Regions from separate parts of the Mus musculus genome. Here region 1 is linked to region 2. The links are chromatin contacts, called in public HiChIP or PLAC-seq maps. All regions are on one chromosome and are shown on one strand. The core of a region is the stretch at or near the end of the contact, and the rest is flanking DNA. Distances in the headings are between cores, read along the strand shown. Region 1 holds the start of Krt5 (keratin 5). Region 2 holds the start of Krt78 (keratin 78).

Region 1 (6,373 bases), core at 2,633-5,132, 240 kb before region 2:
TTGTTTCTGGCATCTTTGAGAGCCAGCTCCCCGCGTTGCTCAGCTTCAGCAATGGCGTTCTGGAGGTTGGCACACTGCAGAGAGAAAGGGAGCAATGGGGGCACGTGGGTAGCTGAACTGACCCACACTATCCTTTTCTGAGATCCTAAGTCAGATGTACCAAATGGGGAGACCTAGAAAGAACTCAGTATACGAACTCAGTATCTAATGTGAGTGGTGGAATATGGCAACATTGTGAATTATCACAGCTGTGGGAGTGTGTGTGTGTGTGTGGTATATGTATGGTGTGGTGTGTGTGTGTGAGTGTGTTTATGTTTTTGTGGGGGTGGTGGGGGTGGTATATGTGTGGTGTGTGAGTGTGTTAGTGTGTGTGTGAGTGTATGTGTGTGAGTATGTGTGAGTGTGTATGTGTGAGTGTGTGTGTGTGAGAGAGAGTTGTGTGAGAGAGGTGTGTGTCAGTGTGTGTGAGAGAGGTGTGTGTCAGTGTGTGTGAGAGAGGTGTGTGTGAGCATGTGTGTGAGTGTATGTGGGTGTGGTATATGTGGTGTGGGTGTGTGAGAGTGTGTGAGTGTGTGTGGGAAAGTGTGTGTGAGAGTTAGAGGTGTGTGTGTGAGAGGTATGTGTGAGTGTGTGTGTGTGTGTGTGTGTGTGTGTGTAGTATATGTGTGGTGTGTGTGTGTGTGTGTGTGTCAAATGGGCCCTCCTTTGTCCTCTTTTAACTCCTCCCTACCTGCTTCTTGACGTTGTCAATTTCAGATCTCAGCCTCTGGATCATTCGGTTCATCTCAGAGATCTCGTGCTTGGTGTTTCGAAGGTCATCGCCATGACGGCCAGCTGTCTGTTGCAGCTCCTCATACTTTAGCCACCACAAGAGAGGAAGGACATAGTTAAGGTGGGATGGGATACTCTTTCCCAGGTGCACAGGCAGGAACTGCCAGAAGGTAGTGGAATCCCCTGGGGTCTGGGGCTGATTTGGGCCTTTTCAAGAAAGGGCTGTTCTTAAGTAACTTCTTGAGAGTCTTGGTTTTTCTAAAGCTACTGACATGAAATTTTCTCCAGTCCCTGGGCTTTGTGGAAAATAAATAGCTGGCTCCTCCTGCAACCTATCCCGTGAGGCCTCAGTAGCCTCGAGAGTCCTTCCCTTAGCATTGCTATGGTCTGGAATCCTGGACAGCCCTATGCAGGTGCATCTTCTCTCTCAGGGATATTCACTCAAGCAAGCACCTACCTTGGTCTGGTACCAGGACTCAGCCTCTGTTCGGCTGCGGTTGGCAATGTCCTCGTACTGGGCCTTGACCTCAGCGATGATGCTGTCCAGGTCCAGGCTGCGGTTGTTGTCCATGGAAAGGACCACAGATGTGTCAGAGACGTGTGTCTGCATCTGGGACAGCTCCTACAGGGACCCTTGAAGTTAGTCATCTGATTCTTTTATTTAACTTGAGTTTCATTCAAACTTCCCATCTATTGTGTCATAATAAAATATCCACAGGGAAAATTTGGGTTAATTGCTCACCGCATCAAAGAACATCTTCATGAAGTTGATCTCGTCCATCAGGGCATCGACCCTGGCCTCCAGCTCCACCTTGTTCATGTAGGCAGCATCCACATCCTAAGGAACACAGATGGTTGGCATGGACCGACATGCACCTACCTCAAATGGCTCCGCCTCCAGGAGAGCACAGCCCAGGGCTGCTGCTTTCCCTTCGCCACACCCACCTTCTTCAACATCACAAACTCATTCTCAGCCGTGGTACGCTTGTTGATCTCATCCTCATACCTGGTGGTCAAAGGGACAGGAAGGATGAGTCAGAGGACAAGGGTCAGAAAAGGGTATCTGTGCAGTCACTGTGAGCAAGCATTCACACTAGAAAGAGGCTGCTCACATCTCATAGGCAGACAAGTATGGGACACCCTGAGCCCCGGGCAAGCCCCCAGCCCCCATAATATGCTGCCTTTTCTGAAGTTGCCTGCCAAAACCTCATTCCAGCATCATTGCTATTCTCCTGTTTCACCCATAATCCTGCATGAGTAGAGGTATAGCTTGTGGGAGAGCACTTGCTTAGCATGCACACATTCCTGAGTTCGCTCTCCAGCACCGTCAAATGCATAAGCCAAGAAACAAAACACTGGCAGCCCCTTTAATCAGTATCTGATTTATGCAGCTAAAGGAATTCTTGGAGCCACCAAGCAGGGGGATTCTGCCATCAACTCCCAGAAACTATCAAACACAGTGCCGTGTGTTTTTGAGGGCACTGGGAAGAAAGCCTGAGAGGGTGAGGGTTCCAGGTGGCACTAGGGGCACACGCTGCTACTTGGGTGGGTGGGTAAATGCTTTATAGAGGGACCTGAGCCTGGGACTGGGACTCTCTGGACAGACTTGGAGCTATTCTTAGTGGTGTAACGCATGCTGCTAGCCTGTGGAGAAGACAGAGGCCACCGTCTGGCTATGGGGCATATCTGATACAATGAAGATCCTGACGCCTCTTTCCCCCACATCACAGCTCACTTGTTCTTGTAGTCCTCCACCAGGTCCTGCATGTTCCTCAGCTCTGAGTCCAGGCGGCCCCTCTCCCCCAGAACCCCGTCCAGCTGTCTACGGAGGTTGTTAATGTACTGTTCAAACAACGGATCCAGGTTCTGCTTTATGGTCTTGGTGCCCTGCTCCTGCAGCAGGGCCCACTTGGTGTCCAGGACCTTGTTCTGCTGCTCCAGGAACCGCACCTGGAGGGGCCGAGTGGGAGGGGGGGAAGGTTTGGGTTTGAGGCTTCTGTGGTATTTTCACTAGTGTGCTACCTGTCACATGCTGTCCCACCAAATCTTGTGTTCAGTACCTGGCCTGTGACCTGTGAGGGACAATCGGCACTGATGCTCCTAACATCATTCTTTTAGGAAAGATAGGGGACAGCCAGCCCAGTAGTAGGTGGATGAAATGTGATCTAATTATTCACTGGGGCTGAAAACCCTCTTAGACTGCTCTATAGACACTTAGGTCTCCCTGCAATCCTGTTATGTGAGTCCTTAGGTCATCTCAGTCCACTGGGACCAGACACCCTTATGGGGCAACCTCTGGAGGAGAGGAACTCTGACTCTGATTTCCAGATGCCAGTCTAACTGAAGAGCAACACAAACCAGGACAGAGCATCAACTAGCAACACAGGCAGTATCAGAGCTGAGACTGAAGCCTCTTCCCTCCACCTTTGTTCAGCATTCCCTGTAGACACACAGGCTGCTCTAGGGAGGACATGTCTCACCTTGTCGATGAAGGAGGCAAACTTGTTGTTGAGGGTCTTGATCTGCTCCCTCTCCTCAGTCCTGACCCGCTGGATGGTGGGGTCGATTTGCAGGTTCAGAGGGGTGAGGAGGTTCTGGTTAACGGTGACCTCTTGGATGCCTCCAGGTGGGCACACCGGGAAGCCAGCTCCCCCATAGCCACCACCAAAGCCAGCTCCACCACCGAAGCCAAAGCCACTACCAGCTCCACCACCAAAACCAAATCCACTGCCGGCTCCTCCTCCAAAGCCAAAGCCACCAGCACCAAATTGGTTCCTGAAGCTGCCTCCGCCAGAACTGTAGGATATCCTTTTGGAGCCCCCCACATTGTACAGGCTCCGGCTGCCATAGCCCCCGGCTCCACAAGCACCCCCAAGGCTGATCCTGCCACCACCACCACCACCACTGCGGGACACCGAGCTGAAGCTCGTACGAGAGACAGATGGGGTGATGGCAGAGGCGGCGCTGAAAGAGCGGCTGCCCCCACTTCGGAAGGACACACTGGACTGGCGAGACATGATGGTTCCTGGAGGAGCAAGAACACTGGGCGCTGGTGGTGGGGAGGTGCTGGCGAGGTCAGCGGCGTTCAACAGGACGCTGTGGGTGGCTCTGTAACTTAGGAGATTTGAGGTCCCCTTTTATCCCCTTAGAAGTGGGTTGGGCAGAGGAGCTGTCGAGCTGTGAATGATTAGTGGGCTGGGCATGCCTGGGGGGCAGCTGTGAGCTCACCCAGCACACCTGCACAGTGGTGTGGGGTGTAAATGCTGCTCCCAGCAGGCTCTGCTCAGTTAGGAATAACCTTTCCTTACAGAGCTGGTGTCCTGGCAGTGTGTTGGGGGGGTTCTCTCGTCACCCCAGATCTGGGCTTTGTGTGTAGCCTAGAAGGATGCCAGGACATAAGGGCTATTTGTCTCTGGCCACTGTCCTAGCGAACATTAGCAAGAATCAGTGACATGATCAGTCTGGTTCATGTTGCTTTGCCAGCCCAGCTTTGGGGTTTCTGTCCATCTGTGGGGCTCCTGTCCAACTGTGGGCAGAGCAGGTCACCCACTTGACAATGACCTGTTCTTCTCATGCTGGGCTGTGTGGTGGGTGCTGCAGAGACCTGAGCTCTTGGCAAGGTGACCCACGGCCTCTTTTCTTGGGTATATTCCAGAGAGAGAGGAGTAGAATTGAGTCCTTCGCTGTGCAACGCTTTCTTTAAGAGTGGTCCATTCACCCAAGACATCACTGGGCAAGATTCAGACCAGAAAGGCTCCCTTAAGCCCCAGGCTTAAGAAAAAAACAAACAAACAAACAAAACAGAGGATGTGGGTCTCCTGACCCAGGCTGTACACTATTCACTTTAAGGCCAGGTCCAGCCCTTCACAGTCCCTCCTAATTCAGCGTTTTGTCTTGCTTTGATGTTTCTTTGTCCTGGGGAGGCCTGTGTAGGGGCTTATTAAGCCAGGGATCCCATGTAATCCTTTACAAAAAAGTCTTGACTCTCTGGACTGCTCTGCCAGCCTCCCCGGTGCCCCCCAAGCTGTGTTCCAGCAAGTTCTCAGTTATTCCACCAGGGAAGACGTGAGTCACTGTATCTGTTGATACAGGCTGAAGGCCGCCGCAAACACATACCTGCAGGAGCTTCTAATCTCAGCAGGAACATGTTGAGAATTGGCCGGCCTGTTATAACGGGGAACCACCCTGTTCCAAGCAGCGGGAACTGCTGTGTTTCCTCTATCTCTGGCCCAAAGCCTCCTTCAGGGCCAAAGGCATGGAAAATGGAATTTTAAATCCGTGAGCTAACTGCCAGACAAACTAGACAGAGCAAGTTGGGGGGACCAGGCAGCTGGCACAGCAGCCTGCTGGTTACTCCAATGAGTGAGAGCTTCCAGACGACTCTTCTGCAAAGCTTCACCTGTAGCGACTTATGAAAGAAAGGACGCTGGTTAGATTTTAGCCAGTGTCCATCCCAAGCTACGCCCTGTCATTCTGGCTCAGGACTTGAGTGGGATCACCTCTCTTCCTGTCCCAGAGGAAAGTGGGGCTCTTGGACCCAGTTGGCTGAATCGGGAGGAGTGATGTGGGAACTATTGAGAGGTCATGGTCCCAGGAGAGTAGGACATAGGAACCTCTGCACAGAACCTAAGGTTGCCACGAGGAAACCAAGGCTGTGGGAAATAATTCTTGAGGGCTGAGGGTCTGCTGAGCTGGTGATGGCTCACCAGAGGCTTGGCTGTCAAGACTGCTGATAAGTAATCCAATCACTGGCCAAGCTGGCCTGGCAGGTTTGGGCAACAGGCTTGGGTGTCTCGGTCTGGAGAGTCTCAGAGACTATGCCGGTGTTAGCTTTTGCTGCCATTTCGCAACAAGGTATGAATGTCCAGAGACACACCGGAGATCCTCAGCCCTAAGAAGAGCAGCTTGAGGCTTGATGCATTGCTACTGCTAGGAGGCCCCTCCTTTCTAGAAAATCACTGTTAAGGTATGCCCCACCAAACACACACACACACACACACACACACACACACACACACACACACACACACACACACACAGCATTGGTACTGTCCCACTGCCCTGGGGGAAGCTCCATCCCTCCAGGAGCTTCTGGACACCAACCCCCACCCCTGGTCTTTGTCTATGCTATGAAGCTGGGCTTGGCAAGACAGGAGTTCATTCTGGCTGGCCTGAGACTTGTCATAATAGCCACACTCCAATCCCAGGGACAGAGACCAGAGGCCGGTGGGTGTGTTGGGATGCCTCACAAGAGAATCAGTGCTCTGTCTGAGCTCTGTGGGAGTCTCCCTGGTAGGGAGGGTGAACCCTCCTGCGTCACCAGATCAGTTGGGTATAAGCAACAGAGAAACCTGTTACTTATACTCAAACAGAGAACCAAGCACCAGCACCTCTGCTGAGTGGGAGACCCACCCCAGCTTGGCATCTCTGTGGGCAGGAGGAACAGGATCACACTGAGTCCCTGGGATCTCCTGTAGGGCACTCCCAGGACATGGCTGGACATGTCACCTAGCTCCTATTTAATTACCAAAACCCATTCAGGGCTATGGGGTCCCCAGCAGCTGGCCTCTCTGTCAGAGGGACAAGTCACAAGGCAGCGCCT
Region 2 (6,373 bases), core at 2,469-4,968:
CAGGTACATGCCATCTTCCCACCTCTTGAGGTGCCTCCCAGTGTCTGCATCTTCCCAATGGTCATCAACTGCTTGAGCTCAGGACATGATAGGCATGCCTGCAGAGGTCCAAACCTGTCTCCCCATTTCTGTTGTCCCCCTCCTGCGCTATGGACACAGCGCTACCCTCTGAGCCCCAAACCTCAAGTTTATTATCAAAGCTGCCCCAATAGGACCAGAGTTGGTGACCTCCCTGGCGTGTGAGTAGGACCACCCAACCCTTCCCATCTTGCTCCTTGGGCCACAGCACCTTGGTCTGGAACACAGCCTCAGCCTCGGCCTTGCTAGTCCGCGTGATCTCCTCGTAACGGGCACGGACCTCAGCAATGATGTCGCTGAAGTCCAAGCAACGATTGTTATCCATGGACAGCACCACAGACATGTCGTCTGCCTGCGTCTTCAGCTGTCCCAGTTCCTATGGAAGAGGCCAAGTTCAGTGTCCACCACCATGGATCCTTATCCTCTGTCTCCCTCAGGGGAGAAGGGGGCCTGAATGTCCATCCATGTGCCCATCACCCAGTGGGGGTCCAGATTCACAGAGTAAGGATCACTGAGGTGGTCTCCGGTGACTTTTGAAGTGTGGATAGTAAAGGGAAAATACCCACGAGGCCCCAGGTCACCTGTCCCTGCCTCCCCTCTCACCTCTCATCACCCCCCTTCCCACAATCCTCCCACCCCACTTACATTGGTCACCTCACATTTTCTCTGGCTGAGGACATGACCTCAGTCCCAGCATCTACCTGACTGAAGAGCTCCTCCCTCCTTCATGTTTCAGACTGATTTCGCCTTTTGCATCCCGCTTCTTTGCAACCACCACCTGTCCCTGTTTCCAACCCTCCCTGTCCTCTGTAACATCTACCATTTTCTAGCCCAGGGTGGGATTTCTATTCACTGAGACTGCTGCTTCTGTCTGCCTTCTGACAGAAGCGCATGAGGGTTTCATCTGGTTTCATCTAGTACTTCATTGATGGACTCTCATGTTGATGTTGGGTAGCTAACTGTCAAATGATGAGTGACCACAAACCAAAGCTATTCTAACAGGCTTCCCCTCCTTGGAGCTCCCCTCCTGGCCCCAGGGAGCCTGTCCTTCCTGTCCCCTTTCCTAATTCCTCCCCGTTTTTCACGGGTCCTTACTTCTTCATACAGACGTGTCAAGAAGCAGACGTGTTCTTTCAGAGACTCCAGGTTGCCTTCCAAATCCATCTTGCTCTGGAAAACCTCATCCACGTCCTGGGCACAGGAGACAGAAACCGTGCATGCCCCACTTCCTCTCAGGACACCCGTGCTGCTGTGTCTGAAGACCCCCTTTCTTCTCCCCATCCACCCTGCTCAGCACTATCTGCAGGATGCTGTCCCTGGTTAACCCCAACCCTCTGTGCTGCCTCTACTTCTGCCCCTGCCTCTTGCCACCCTGTAGTAAGCCCAGAGCCTGTCAAACAGCACTTCAGTCAGATCTTGGCTTTAAATCACTGTGTCTAGGTAAATATCCCATCCTGTCAGAGGGTGACTACATTCAGAGTGCCAACGTGTCCTTGATCACTATCTCCACCCTCTGGCCTCCCAGCCCAGGACCAGGCCTAGGACATAGTAGGGGCTTTCTGGGCGTTTGAGCCCCTCCCACCTTCTTAAGGACCACAAAATCATTCTGCACAGAGGCGTGCTTGTACGCTTCCTGGTCATACCTGCAAATGGAAAGGGGGAGTCAGGCACAAGTCAGAGCCCACCCCAACATTCTGTACCACCAAACTCTGAGTGTCTTCAGAGGCCTCAAGTCAGGAGCCACCATTGACCTCTCTCATTTCCTGTTAGGGGGTTCACACGGCCTCTCTATACCCCTGTGTCAGACTCTCAGCCTGTATCCCAGAGGACAGCAGGCCACGTGTTTTGATGGTTTCCCAAGCACTCAGAGGCCTCTGAACAGGAAAAGAGGGTTTTGTCATGGCAACAGGACACTCCACAGCAGATATGAAACTTTGGGTGCTTCTTCCTCTACCCCCTGGCCCCCATCCTGCTGCTTCCCAACTAGCCCTGAGGACCACAAAAGGAGATGACCTTTTCCCAGAATGTAACAGTAGAAACCACCACAGCTGGGAGAAGCAAGAGGCCTGCCCTCGCTCTCCAGCCCTCACCACCCCTCAGCCCAGGGCTGTCTGCCCAACCAGGCTGCCCAGGTAGAGGGTCTAGAACCACAGTCCAGCCATAAATCACACCATGGATCTGGGGATGTATGCACTAAAGTGACTTTCCTCCACCCAAGACCAGAGCACATCTGAGTCATGTCAGCCTCATAGCCTGCTAAACAGGAATTTCTCGAGAAAGCTATCAAGATGTTGTTTAAATAAGCCCTTCCCAGTCCTGACCAAATACATGGTCCTTTGTGGCTAGGCTTCAGCCCTCTGGAGAGAGCCTTCAACATTTTCCCCAGGTCTCTCTGGGCCTGGATGGGGGTGGGAGTCTCCTCTACATATTACAGGTAAACCTTGTGAATGAGGAGAGAGGAAGTCAAGAGCCAGAATGGAGGTCAGTCATGCAACACTGGGTGCTGGACACTTGGGAGACCCTCAGGCAGGCAGAGCATCACGCACCACCCCCCAGACACCACACCCAAGCATTTGCCCTACTTGGACTTATATTCATCCTCCTGGTCCTGATAGGTCTTCAGCTCAGAGTCCAGAGCCCTTCGCTCTCTCTGCAGCTCCTCCAGCTGCTGCCTGAGTCGGGCTAGGCAGGTTTCGAAGATGCACTCTAGACCCTGAGGGCTGCGATTGCCCTGCAGCTGCTGCAGCAGCTCCCACTTGGTCTCCAGTACCTTGTTCTGTTGCTCCAGGAAGCGCACCTATAACCAGACACAGGGTCCTGAGACTCCTGGGACTTCCCTGGCCCAGCCTCTGGAGAGGGAAGCCTAGAGACCCTCTTATGGACCCCTTTTTCTTGCCTTCCACCCCTGCCTGTGCAGAGGAGCCTCAAGCCCTCCCATAAGAACCTGTGCATATCCATGATGGGATGCAACAAGAGATCAGACTTCCTTCTCATCACTAGCCAGCTTCTCTGTGTCCCTGAGTCCCAGCCATGGAATAGCGGGGCATTGGCAAACCAGAAAGCCTCTAACTAGACCCTGGGAGGACATCCTTGCCACTGAAGTGATTAGAAAAAGCGGCAGGAGGTTGGATTTCCTCACTCTAGTTCATCTTGTCTAGAGCAGTTGTCTGTGAGAGGCCCAGAGGCAGGGGGCCAGGCTGTTTACCCCTCACCTTGTCAATGAAGGAGGCGAATTGGTTGTTGAGGCTTCTGATCTCTCGAGTCTCCTGTGTCTTCACCACCTGGAACTGGGGGTCAACCTCGATCTTCAGTGGGGTCAGCAGACTCTGGTCGACAGTCACTGCTTGGATGCCCCCTGGAGGGCACTGGGAAAATCCAGGCCCTCCCTTACCCTGCCCAAACCGTATCCCTTGCCTGGTCTCTGCCCCCCAGGCCCTCCCACAAGAGCTTCCTCTGCATCTCCTGGAGGAACTAAGGCTCCTGCTGCTGAAGCCAGTCCTGCCCCGAGCCCCTGAAAAGGCAGAACACGCTGAGTGGGCGCTGAAGCCCCTCTGGGCCCGGCATGGAGAGAGAGACATGGCAGAGACAAACAGGCCCGCAGCTTCAGACAGACTGGAGATGGTCACGGTGTATGTGCTTCTGCCCTGGGGCCCTGGCACGAGACTTTTATCCCCTCCCGTCCTTGGGCTGGGCCTTGGAGAGCAAGATGTTCTCAGTCTGACTGTGTCTGCCACTTGCTGCGGCTGACCTGCTCTGACACACCTGGGGAATGGGTACGTGGCACGTGCAGAGCCTGAGGTAGGAGACCCAGTCCCTGCCCCAGAAGCCAACAACATGCAAGCATCTCAAGATCTGAGCCACGGTTCTAGGCATCAACATTACTGGGGGGTATTCAAGGAAGGCTTCCTGGAAAAAGAGTGAGAAAAGTTTGTGCAGAGGAGAGGGTAGCATGGGGAAGTTGGACAAGGGAGAGCACAGCTCCCAAAGTGAGATCCAACCCCACAGAGACAGCACAGACCCTGAACAGCCAGGCTGGCAGAGGTTGTGCAGCAAGGACACACCATGATGTAGAAATGAACAGAAAAGCAGGGCACCCAGTCCCTCCTTTGGCCCAACCCAGCAATATCATCCAAGAGACAGCACCTGCCCCACACCGAGCAGGTATCTTTAGCCAGGATCTATACAGCAGCAGCCAATCCTGTGCTCTATTCCTCCCAACACACTACCCCAGGTCCCTCCAGCTGAAGCCCTTCCAGTGGATAAATGAGTGGCAGCCACTCCAAAATAAACTGTGCATCTAGGAGACTATGCCTAGAGCAGAAACAGAGGGTCTGGGATTCTCCCAGGATGGATCCCATCCCTGGTCTAGCAGGGATGTTCACCTAATATTACTGTGGTCCAACCTCCAGCCTGAGGCAGGGTCTCCTCATCCTGCAGGTGGTCCAGCTACTCCCGGGGAACTGCTAAGCCTCTCATCTCTGATTCATGGGGTTTCCTTTAGTGGGACAACAATGGCCCTGTTCCACTTCCTCTCCGAACACCTGGTGAATGCTGAGGGTGGACTATTTGGGGGTCTTTGAGGATGTGACTCCAAAGGAGAACAAACAGAAACTCACCAAACGCTGGAGAGATGCTATGAGGAAATCATTCTTGGCAATTAGCACAACCCTACAGGTGCTCCACCCAAGCCAGACAGCTGTGCACAACATGGTTCCGCTCCCTCCAGGAGTGAAAAGCCCCCAGCCACCGGCATCGCCTCGACGGACATCGACGGACATGAAGAACGTCTCTGAGGAGGCAGAGGTAGCAAAGAAGTTCAAGCAAGGTATGAGGGGTCAGGGAAGCCAGAAAAGAGGAGAGAAAAGATCCAAGAGAAAGCTGCCAGGATAGAGGAAGGGGAGGCACACTGAGCTGCCTGGAATCTACTTGGACCCCACTAAAACCTCAGCCCCAAAATATCCCCCACCACAGTCAGAGGCACTGTAAAAGGAAGCTTTGCCCACGTGTAGAGGAGTGAAACTGGATCCATATCTATCATCCTGCATAAAGATCAACTCTGAGCAGAGCTCTGTGTGAAACCTGAAATGCTGAACAGCTAGAAGAAGACATAATCAGCACCCTGCAAGACGCAGGTACAGAAAAGGGCTTTCCCAATAAGACGCATTCGTTCAGGAATTAAGCCCAACAGTTGACAAATAAGACCTCATAAAACTGAAAGCCAAAAGTGGGAGAGAATCTTTGCCGGCCATACATCTGATCGAGGGTTAATACCCAGGATATATAAAATAAAGAACTAAAAAGGAAGAGCCAAGAAAACAAATGATCCATTTAAAAAAAAAAAAGTAGAAGTAGGCTATAGTTCTGAACAGAGGGTTCTCAAAAGAAGAGATAAAGTGCATAATAAATATCTCAAAGTGTTCAACACCTTTAGCAATCAGGAAAATGCAAAACTGTTTTGAGGGGCTATGAGATAGCTCAGCAGGTAAAGGCACTCGCTGCCAAGCCCTAGCACCTGAGTTCAATTGCTGGGACCCACGTGGTGTCAGGGAGAACCAACTCTCACAGGTTGTCCTCAGTCTCCATAGATGCGTGTGTAGCATCGCTCACACACACACACACACTAACTCACATATACACACACATACACATTCACACACTCACACGTAGATAGATAGATGATAGATAGATAGATAGATAGATAGATAGATAGATAGATAGATAGATAGATAGATAGATAGAATAGATAGATAGATAGAATAGATAGACGATAGATGTATATGTAGGTAGGTAGATAGATGGATGAATGAATAGGTAGGTAGGTAGATAGATAGATAGATAGATAGATAGATAGATAGATAGATAGAATGAATAGATAGACGATAGATGTATATGTAGGTAGGTAGATAGATGGATGAATGAATAGGTAGGTAGGTAGATAGATAGATAGATAGATAGATAGATAGATAGATAGGTAGATAGATAGATAGGATGGATGGATAGATGGATAAGTGAATGGATAGATAGATAGATAGATAGATAGATAGATAGATAGATAGATAGATAGATAGATAGATAGATGGATGGATGGATGGATGGATGGATGGATGGATGGATGGATGGATAGATAGATAGATAGATAGATAGATAGATAGATAGATAGATAGATAGACAGACAGACAGACAGATAGATAGATAGATGATACTAAGATGTGAAAAATACCTTGAGTCTCACATTCTGCAATCAGAATGACTAAGATCAAGGAAACAAGTGACAGCGAATGGCAGTGGGCATGTG

Evidence for each region. HiChIP or PLAC-seq counts read pairs in DNA pulled down with a chosen protein or histone mark.
Region 1: a FOXA1 HiChIP or PLAC-seq map of pancreatic cancer cells shows a contact between it and region 2. The contact joins the promoter of Krt5 here to the promoter of Krt78 in region 2. A contact is called at or near these places in 11 of 39 promoter capture datasets (the 3T3-L1 cell line, the C10 cell line, HPC-7-derived erythroid cells and 5 more), 3 of 484 Hi-C or Micro-C datasets (embryonic stem cells and nephron progenitors), 1 of 115 datasets of contacts at active chromatin or transcription factors (pancreatic cancer cells) and 4 of 9 other capture datasets (adipose tissue, liver, macrophages and 1 more).

Annotation. Positions count from the first base shown.
Region 1 is chr15:101,709,023-101,715,395 of GRCm38.p6, forward strand. Krt5 (keratin 5) reads right to left here and starts at 3,883. Exons shown (of 9, transcript NM_027011.3): 1 at 3,252-3,883; 2 at 2,507-2,721; 3 at 1,717-1,777; 4 at 1,514-1,609; 5 at 1,229-1,393; 6 at 731-856; 7 at 1-74. The coding sequence starts at 3,788.
Region 2 is chr15:101,950,569-101,956,941 of GRCm38.p6, forward strand. It overlaps Krt78 (keratin 78), which reads right to left and starts at 3,719. Exons shown (of 9, transcript NM_212487.4): 1 at 3,291-3,719; 2 at 2,661-2,875; 3 at 1,661-1,721; 4 at 1,174-1,269; 5 at 290-454. The coding sequence starts at 3,656.